Regions from separate parts of the Gossypium hirsutum genome. Here region 1 is linked to region 2. A link is a contact called in public Hi-C data. All regions are on one chromosome and are shown on one strand. The core of a region is the stretch at or near the end of the contact, and the rest is flanking DNA. Distances in the headings are between cores, read along the strand shown. Region 1 holds the start of LOC107895981 (phylloplanin). Region 2 holds the start of LOC107896689.

The links. A called contact is a pair of places that touch in the nucleus more often than the background predicts.
Region 1: a contact with region 2 is called in a Hi-C map of leaf, with 2.2 times the contacts expected there. The contact joins the promoter of LOC107895981 here to the promoter of LOC107896689 in region 2. A contact is called at or near these places in 3 of 34 Hi-C or Micro-C datasets (all in leaf).

What each region holds. Positions count from the first base shown.
Region 1 is chrA10:96,587,864-96,593,135 of Gossypium_hirsutum_v2.1, forward strand. It overlaps LOC107895981 (phylloplanin), which reads left to right and starts at 1,376. Exons shown (of 2, transcript XM_016821158.2): 1 at 1,376-1,822; 2 at 1,913-2,438. The coding sequence starts at 1,633. The coding sequence ends at 2,193.
Region 2 is chrA10:96,444,275-96,449,815 of Gossypium_hirsutum_v2.1, forward strand. LOC107896689 reads right to left here and starts at 3,329. Exons shown (of 1, transcript XM_016821914.2): 1 at 2,617-3,329. The coding sequence starts at 3,143. The coding sequence ends at 2,781. It overlaps LOC107896688 (a long non-coding RNA gene), which reads right to left and starts at 850. Exons shown (of 6, transcript XR_005903494.1): 1 at 410-850; 2 at 45-315.

The sequences.
Region 1 (5,272 bases), core at 126-2,625, 140 kb after region 2:
GCGGGTCGGGTCGACCCGCCCCTTCCCCAAAACGACGCCGTTTTGGCATATGGGGAAGGAAATGAAATGGTGTCGTTTCATGCAACATATTTAAGCCCCAAATTTTTTTTTTAAATTCATTTGCAGCCCATTTTTGAAGAAAATTTTAAAAAAACTTTTCTTTTTTTCTGTTAGGTTTTTAAACCCCCTCTTTGTGCCGTCGACTGTCCACCGCGCCACCACCGCATTTGGTGGCCGGTGTTACACCAAAATGGGCTCTTTTAGCCCTTCTTTTTTATACGCATTGGAGATTTGCTCCAAAAAACAAAAGACAAGGGCTCAACCCCCTCTTTTGAACTCGACCACGCCGAACGAAGAGGAGAGCTCCGACGATGCGGCTACGAGGTGGATCCAGTAAGTCACCCTTCTCCTCTTTCCCTTTATTCATTTTATGCCCACTTTGTTTAACAGATTTGTATTAAAATTGAAAAGAAATATTAAAGAAATAAAATGAAGTGAAAATAAAGAAAATAAAATCAGAGATCAACCTTTTTGTATGTTTTTTGCTTTGATTGCTAGTGTTCGTTTTTTGTTTGATTGCTTAATATGCGTAAAAAAAATAAAGGGAATGAAAATGGCTTTTATAGCCGAATACATGCTTGTTCTTATTTCTATTTTGTTTGTTTCTTCGTTGTTTCTTTTGTTTGCTATCATTTTTGTCCTCTTGTTTGTTGTTTCTTTTTGTTTGCGTGCTAGTCTCGTTTTGTAGGTGAAGTGGGCGACCAGACGCGTGCGAGGAGGCGTGTACCGGTGGTGGCGTGCGTGGTGGCCATTGGTGAGGAGCGGCGGCTGAAAAGATTGGGGCTAGGGTTGCTGAGATGTTTTGGGTAGTTGAGTTAGGGTTTTTAAACTTTTGGGCTTGTTGGGCTTGTTGGGTTTAGGCTGTTTAACATTGTAAATGGACTATTGGACTTTTATTTTATTTATTATATTTTAGGTTTTATTTTTGGTTTGCTGGTCTGAGTCAAAATTGGCTGCTACACTATGTTTAAATCTTAATATATATAGTTTTTTTTTAAATTTATTCTGTTTTTAAATTATATTTTATAAATTCCATATAGGATTAGAATTAGAAAAAAACTTTCTTATAATAATATTCATTTTTTTTTAAGATATACTATAAAATTTTTTCCTAATTAAATTAATGTTGGATTGATTCGTAAATTCAACTCATTTAAAAATTAAAAATAGTACATATAGATTATTTATAATCTAACAATATATTTTTTAAAAATGATGTACTTTATTACCATTTTATCTTCTCACCGTATTTTTTTCATAGTAATGCCAAATATTAGAAAATCTCAAATCACTTCTCAATTGCTTTTTCTTTTCTAAGTGAGTTTTTTTTTTTTCCAACAACAATGTTAAGCTATGCCAAAGTCTAGGGGGCAAGGTTTAGCCCCCACGTAGGTGAAGCCTACAATGGTGGCGTGCATGGTGCTGATGGTGAAGGTCCCCAACTTGTGTGGAAGATTTTAGCACCAACTTGCCCTCTAAGTTGCCTATAAATAACTAGGGTTGTCGAACATCACAGCTGCAAGAGTGGATCATTTTCATTGATATTAACTCGGTTAATTAACCAAAAACTTCATGGCCTTGAAAACACTTATGTTGGTTTGTCTCTTGCTTGCTGCAATGGCATTGATACCTCTAATTGCTGAAGCTCAACTAGGTGGACTCATTAGCGGCCTCCTTGGCTTGATTAGGATCCAAGGGACTGTATTTTGTACTGTCGATGGCAACATGGGTGTAAACGGCACTGCAACCCCAGCTTTCCCTAGTAAGCTTCTACTTTTCTATCATCATATTTTCCCGAAAAAATGATCACAAATGCTGAGTTATATATGTATTTGGTATAAATGTGTTTTAGATGCATTGGTGCAACTTCAGTGTGGTGGAAACGTGGTTTCGAGTTCAACCACAAATGGATCTGGCATGTTCTCCATATTATTAGATCCATTGCAATTCCTTGTCCCTTCATTGATCAACAACTGCAACTTAGCCGTAAAAACTCCGCTCTCCAATTGCAACACCTCCCTTGCATCCATCGGGGGATTGTCTTCAACCTTACAAGTCATCGGAAGCACCGTTGCTGGACTCTTGAACATCACTAACATCATCCCTACCGGGTTCGGGTTTTTACGAGCATGATGAAACTCGAAAACTAGAACAAGAACATCCATTGAACTAGTGATAAATATGGTGGTCGTTTTGAATGTCGAATGTGGCTATAGCGTCGCTCTTTGTTGTATAATTATTGTTGGCTTATAATAGATACAAATGTGGGGTTATAACAATGTCTGTAATTCTTAATAAAACTTACATTTTGTCATGTAAGTAAAGTCCCAATGTAATCTTGCTATGTTTCGAGAAATAAATAAAGTTGTGTTTGATAATACTTATTATATTGAAAACGACAACTTTCAAGATAATTAAATATACTTTTTTTTAAAAAATTAACATTTAATATTAAAATGTTAAATTGATTTTATTTTAAATTTTAATATAAATTATCTCTTTATTTTTTAAATAAATAAAAAATTTATTATATTTTTTATTTTTGTCAACAATTATCATAAATAATAAAAAATATTATATTAGGCAATGTTTGATAAAATATTGAAAATATTCAATGAATTGAAAATTAATTTTTTAAAGGGAATGAAAATTACTAAAGATTTTTTTTTTTGCAAAAAAAAAAGGTAAAAACCAACTTATTCCTTGTAACCTACTAGAATAAATTCAATGATTTTTATTTAAGATTATATTATCCTTTATAAAATAATATAATTATACTCAATATTTAATTTTAAATAATATACCAAATAAATTTTATAACTTAAATTCAACACTTCAATTTTTGATACTTATTTTTTCAATACTTAATTTTTAGTTTATCAAATATAACCTTAATAAAATTAAAATAAAATATTTTATTATTATAAAAAATAAAAATAATTTACGAAATCAATATATATTTATAATTACAAACAATATAATTATATTCTATATTTAATTTATATTAATATACCAAATAAATTATAATGGTTATAAAATTTTGTATTTAATTTTGAAACATTTAATTCAATTTATCACCGATTAACTTGTTAAGCCCAATCTCCCCAACCCACCTTCAAATTGGCTTCCGTTTTTAGCAACCTCCATTCGTCCAAGGCAGTCGGTTGGTTGGCAGTATGGCGAGCAAATGCCACCCCTGTGGTTCTCATCGTCCTTACTTCCACCTCCTTTGACGATCATCGATAGTTTTTTCAACATGAAGAGGTTTGATTTGGAATAATAATTTGTGGCCTTGATTTGACCTTTATCTTCTCTCGATGGGCTTGCTCTAGCAACCATCTGCCCTTTTTTGGTTGGGCTTTTCCTATCCGATGGTTCTTCTGCTGATCTATCACTTCCAAAGGGAGGGGGTGATTATGGTTCCATCGACAAGATAGCATTTTTGACGACTCTTGCCACTTGAGATTCATCATTTCTAAACTCTCAAATCCACGTTCCATAATTTGTAATGTTAGTAATTGCAACTTTTCATAAATGTGGAAACATCCTATATATACTAAAGCAAAGTTTTTATTCAAATAACAAAATTAAATTTTGCTGTACCACTTCTACTTCTCACATTTAGTTTGAGTTATAAAAATACAAAAGAAAAAAAGCTAATACTATTGTCGGTTTTATAAGGAGTAAATCTCATTTGATTGCATTCGCCGCCAATACATTTACCGCTGTTTTTAAAAAATAAAGTTATACACTATTACTTTTTTTATGGTAAGTAAATATTCTACGTATTGAATATTCCACGTATGATTAGATATTTTGGTAAAAAATTTAATTTAAGAAAAATATTTTATTAAATACTCGATAATTTAATTTAATTTTGACTTTTACCTTTAATTATTTGTATTTAACTTTAGGAGTTAATAGGAGTATTTTAGATAGTATCAAAAATCAGTGGGAGTGAAAATACTTTGATTTGCAATAGTTCAAAATAATTTTGTTCTATCTTCTATTGAAATAGAGAATAGGATAAAAATCTTATGAAAAAGCAAAAACTAAAATAAATAAAAAACATGCTAGTGATCTTAGTTAAGGTAATTCGAATTTACCAATCCTACATACACGAAGTCTCACTCAGAGAACGATTTTGTTCAACAATTTATCTAGTAGAACTATTGCCTTATGCCCAGGGGCGAAGTCAGATATTTTTTGGGGGACCAAAATTAAATTATAATTTTTACGATAGTAAAATTGTAAATTCACCATTTTAATAGCTTATATCTTTATATTTTTTTAAATGATTAAATTTTTATCATTTTTAGGGAGGGCAAAGTGCAATTTTACTTTTATTAATTTAAAATTTCAAAAATTTTAAAGGGCCTAAATGGAAAATTATAGATTTCAAGGGGGCCTACCAGCCCCCTTGCTACACCCTTGCTTAAGCCTAATCTAGCCCTATAATGAAGAATAATTACAGCCTCAAAGTTGAATCCAAGTTGTCACAACCACTCTCTTCAAAATCTCATAATAAAATCTAGAATAAGTATCCAATAATTGCGTGAGCAAAAGGTGTTTGAACGCATGATAATCAGCTTTAAAATTTCTTTAAAAAAACACCCACAAAAAGCACACCACTATGCGATATAACATCCTATAAATAGGTTTTTGTATAATTCTATTCAACTCAGTAGTCTTCAACAAATCAATCCTACTTGAAGGAAATCTGATCAGCCCTTTAGCAAAATAGTCTCCTATTTAAAGTCAATCCCAATCTGATTAGCTCCTTATCCCTTAAGAAAGCAAGATAGAATCATATTCAAAGTCTAACTCTTTTAATTCCTTTAGTTATGTCGTTGTATAAAATTTCTTTTAACTCTTTTAAATCTAGTTTCCTTGTTCATAAAAACATTTCTAGCACATCCTACGCTTGCTGCTTAATATAAATAACCAATATTACTTGTATAAGAGTCAAAATTGCCAACAATACAAGAGATACTTTGATTACCTTAAACATGTTGTTCTACTTTTGTTTGAACAAGACATGGAACAATAGAAATAGGAAATCAAAGTTTCTAACAATCTCCCCTTTTAGCATTGCTACAAAACCATGCAACAAATGATTAACACACATAAACAAGAGAACTAGATTATAACTCTCCTTAAGAAAGTTCTTCATCAATTTTCATGCTTTAAAACTCCCCTTTTCACCTTGAAT
Region 2 (5,541 bases), core at 2,079-4,578:
TAGAGAATATGTTAGAGAAATAGATGGGATTTCCTGTTCCAAACCTTTTTGTAGAGTGGAAGCAGTGACATGGAGGCCTCCGGAGAACTCAGTTGTTAGGATAAATTTTGATGCATTTCTCAAACAACATGAAAATAGGTCATGTTCAGGAATGATTATTAGAAATTCAGAATGCAATGTTCTGGGTTCTAAAACGATTATTAATGAGAATATACCTTCTATTTTCACAGCAAAAAACCCTTGCATGTATCCAAAGCTTGATGTTTGGCCTGGATCTAGGGCTCTTGGAGGCTGAGATTGAAGGAGATGCCCTCACTGTTATTAGGAAATTGCGAGATGTTAGTGAAGATATATCTGAAACTAGGGCTTTTATAAAAGATGGAAAGAGACTGAGTAGGTGTTTTCATACTTGTCAGTTTCAACATGTTAGGCGATCAGCAAATAGAGTTTCTCACCTATTGGCCACTGAAAGCCTAAAACAAGGGTTTCAATTATGCATGCGAGATGGAGTTCCTGATTTTGCCAGAGATGAAGTGGACAAAGATAGAAGTTGAGAAGGCATCTAATTTCTCCTTCAAATTAAGGGTGGGGGACTGGGAAAGAATGACTCTGGAAGAATGACAAAAGAAAGTAGATGAAGTGATTGAAAGTAATTGGGAAAGGACATATTGGTTACTACGGCGTCTTAATTGTTGTTGTTGCTTTTTAAGAGAAATAAATCTTTATTTTTCATTGGCTGAGGTGTTGGTGGCTTTTTAGTTGTTTCTTCGTTTTTTATGTGCTAGTCTTAAGTGTTTTGGCCCAAGATTTAGTCTTTTGTAATTAGGCTTGTTGTTTTTCTGCTTTAAAAAAAGTCCAACATTGTACTAAAAAAAAGGCAGTTGTGTAATTATAATATATACTATGACATAAAAAATTATAATATAATTATACTTTATCAATAAAAAATGTCTAGTGAAATAAAATTTTAATAATTACAAGGTGTAATTATTATCCTAATAATTGCATTTTCATCAAATTACTTTATGATGTTAAAACTAAGATAGTCAATATTGCACCAGTAGACGTACCATCTTTGTCTTGAAATAGGTACATATTGGTACCGACATGTTGGGTGTATCATTTCGGGTTTAACAATTTTTTAAATATTTTTCACATATATATTTATAATCTAATTTTTAATTTCTTGTTAAATTATATATATTTAAATATTTTAAAGTATAATTTTTAGCTTCTTAATATCAATACTGAACTGACTACCATAATCCAAATGAACCTTTTTTTTAATATATTATCGAAAATATTATTATTTATAGTAAAATTAAAGAATACTATTAAAACATTTATTAACAAAGAAAAAAGTAAAGCTCCCTATATTTTTAGCTAGACTTTCTCTTGACTAATATTTTTAGCTATACTTTAACTTTAATTTTAGAGTTAATAATATATATTTTTTCACATTTGATATTAATAAGTATATATAATTATATTGAATAATTATTCGATATATTAATCATAAAAAATTTTAATTTTACAATATTGATATGTATCTTTAAATTCTATTTAAAAATTAGAAAAATAAACGAAATTAATGTCAAAATCTATTTGTTAGAGTAAAAATTTCTAGGCTTGTGTGCGCATTTTATTCCCACACTTTATTTTTGAAATATAAAAGCTAAAGAATGCAATATTAAAATTATAAATAAGATTCTTTAGCGTTAATTTATTTTTGGACGAAATATATCAGTAATTTATTCATTCAATATATTTTCACTCAAAAACAGTTATAGAATCTATAAATAATAATAGTAATAGTAAATATCAAATATTTAAAAAATTGAATTCACATAATATTCTGGGCATTAAAAAAAAGCCAGTTTTAAAAGTTAATTAATAAATTAGACTATTTTTCTCAAATTTAGAAAAATATATCGATTTTGAAAAGAAAAACTAAAAAACGCGTCCTGAAAAAAAAAACACTTTCTACTAAAAGAAATTTTTTTATTATATCAACTCATCTAATTAAATGGTCAAATAATAATGATTTCACTATTAAGTGTCAAGTTTCAATTCTTAAACACATTTAAAAATATAAATGTGCTTAAAAGAGAAATTATGCTTAGAACTCGAAGAATGAAATCACCATTATTTGACCATTTAACTAAAGAAGCTGATGTTTTCAATTTTTCTCTAAAATCGATCTATTTTACTAAATTAAAATAAAAAAACAACTTAAATTACTAATGAATTTATTTTTTGCTAATCAACCCTTAAAAAAAAAAAAGAGAGCTCACCCTTTGAAAAAGGTGTAGCACGTGCCCACATGGCTGCTGTAGGGAAATCAAGTCCCAAAAGAGCTAAAGAAAAAAATGAGAATGTCAGTCCAAAAAGTATCCTCAAAATTTATAATAAAAAAAAAAGAAAAAAAAAAAGAGGACTCAACTGTCTTTCACCGTTGACACTTCCGTCTCAACAACCGTGCCGCCGCCGGAACACCCACCACAATCACCGTTGATTAGCTGTCAGACAAGAAGAGACAACAATACACACAACAAACCAGGGCGTATAATTAAACAGTAGAAACAACGACAATTGAAATGACAACAATGCCCTCAATTGCTAAAGTCAATTCCATTTGTTCACTTGGGTATTCACGTAAAATTACAAAATAATACTACATTAGAAAAAAAGGAAAAAAAAAAAGGAAAAGAAACTACGTACTAAACCGTATACAAAAAAGAAAAAGCAAAAGGAAAAAAGTCCTCCGTAGATCGAAGCAGTCAATCGTCGGAATCGTCATCGCCGCCGAAAATGGAAACACGATTGTAAAGCAAGAACAAGATGAGGAGAAGGAACAAGGCGACCCCAAAGGGAGAACCGCTGACGCGGTGGATGGTGTCGGGTTCGCCGGTGGAAAAGACGGCGGAGACGAAGGAGCCGCGATCTGAGGAAAGGAACTGGATTGTGAGGAGGAGGATGATGGGCAAGAGGAGGAGACCGAGGGGAGTCAAGAGCTCGGAAATGGCTTCAGTTATGGCTTCGCCTTGATCGCCGAACAAGAATGGGGCTAAGACCACGATGCCCACCACCACAGCTAGTATTATTCCGTGGGGTGCACCTCCGCCTTGTCTTTCGGGTAACATTGTAGTTGTTGTTTCGTAGGTTGGGTCTTGCTTGTTCCAAAGGTGTTTTGGGATCTGAAACGAGTGATGTGAGTGAAACTGTGAAAGGGAAAAGGGCTGTTGGGCGGCTTGAAATAAGGGTGGGGAGACGCGTTTTACCAAAATTTTAAATTATTAATAATATTGTTATTTAACTTTGGAGATTCATTGTTTGTACATATTTTTATGGTTTTTTTTTATATTTTTATATTAAAGTTATGATTCCAATAATATTATTTTCAAAATTGTATAAATTTTATAAAATAAGTGTACTAATAAATTTAATCTTAAATATTTTTTTATCATTTTACTTTTATTATTTGTATCAATTTAGTCATCAATTTTTAAAATTTCATCAAATCATTTTTCTAACAAAAATTTTAACAAAATTTATTAAAAATTTCATCAAATTTAACGATGGTGATATGACAACTTGCATAACCGTTCACATATGCTATAATATATATTAAAATTTTGAATGTATTAGTTTTTAAATATAAAGTTTAAAAAAATAATAATAATAAGTGGTTAGGTATAATGATAACACACATTGCACTTCTAATGAATTATGTAAGTTTGTACATTAAAGATAATTTTATTGATTAAGATAGTCACGAATCCTAAACATAAAATTAATTGTAACAACTTAAGTAGAATAAGTCAGAGCTAGTCTATTTTATCCAATGTAAATTTGCCAGTGACATAAAAATACAAATATTTCAAAACTTATATATCTAATTCAAGATATTGATGTAGGTTATCCAATTATGGGACAAAATTTTTAAAATTAAGATTTAATTTAGTTTGAAATTTATTGAATAATAAAATATTTAGATTTAAAGAAATTTAAATAAAAATTTAAATGTGATAATTATAAAAATATATTTTCGATGTTTTTATGAACCATTCCAGGAGTTTTTTTTCTTTCTAAATTTATATTTATAAAATATTATTTCTTTTCACAAATCCAACAATTAGTCCTCGTATTCTATAAATCTATTAAAATAAAATATTAATATTAAAAAACATAAATTGTACGCGGAGTTTAACAATGGGAGCACCCAAGGCGAATACGTGGGCGACTCATTTATAATTCAACCATGAAATTGTTAGGAAAGATTGGGGAACTTCAAAGGAAACATACATAACCAAATTTTTTTCTAGCCTTAAAGTAAGTGGGTTTAAAATGATGTTTGCATTTTTCAATATATTTTAAAAAATCAATCGAGATTTATTTGTGGAGTTTTTTTCATTTCATTAGTAGTATATAAGATAATTATTTATATTTTTAACTTTAAAATTAGTAGAATTGGTACTTAATTTTTTTTAACCTAATTGATATTTAATTTTAAAAGAAGTTAATTAAGTTGGTATTTTTTTAATGCCTGATTGACACTATTAACTTTTGTACCAGCACCTAATAAAATAGTGACATGTCGTAAAAAATTAAAAATTAAAATTATTTTTTAAGAATTTTTTATTTGAGGTGCATAGTTATTTTGAACAAATAAATGTCTAGATTGAGATATCTTGGAAGTTCATTTATCAATATTTATGCTATGACGTGTATTTTTAGTTTTTTTTTTATAATTTCAAAAAAAATAAAAACCATATATTTTTAAAATTTGATTTTAGGTATTTGTTTTCAAATTTTCTAGATTTTTGTGATATTTTTAGATGTTTTCCTAGTTTTTATAATTTTTTTTATAAAACTTTTAGATTGTTGTAATATTTTTATAAACTAGTGTTTTAAATATTCTTTTAGATTTTAAGTAATGCTTAATAATTTAAGGTTGTCACATAGTTTTGTGTTATTAATTATCAATGTCAAATTATCACAAAATTGAAGTTAATTTGATACTAAAAAGCGATACCAATTTGTTATATTTTATGGTTTATTTATATAGATCATACATATTAAATTTGATGTAAATGTAAAAATTCTAACTATTTATTTTATCTAAGAAATTTCAACTGTTGAATATATATATATATTAATATATAAAGTATTTTAGATTGATATGATAGAGATATCACATTGGTTCAAAAATTACATGCATGACAGATATAATTATATTGATAAATTTAATGGTTGGATCATTAAAATATTAATCATATAAATAGTTATGAAAGTGTATAAAACTATAATTTTTATAAACTATGTAAGTAAATCTCTCTCCTTATAAATAAATATAAAATATAAAAAATTGTAAAAATTCTAAACAAAGACAACTAAAAATATTAATTTAATTAATGGTTTCAAGTTGAGAGATTAATTAAGGTAAAAGAAATTTTAAACACCAATGTAAGCATAAATTGGGAAGATGAAGATTTATTTTTTCAAAATTGATTTCGATCATATTTGTTATTTTTAACACAA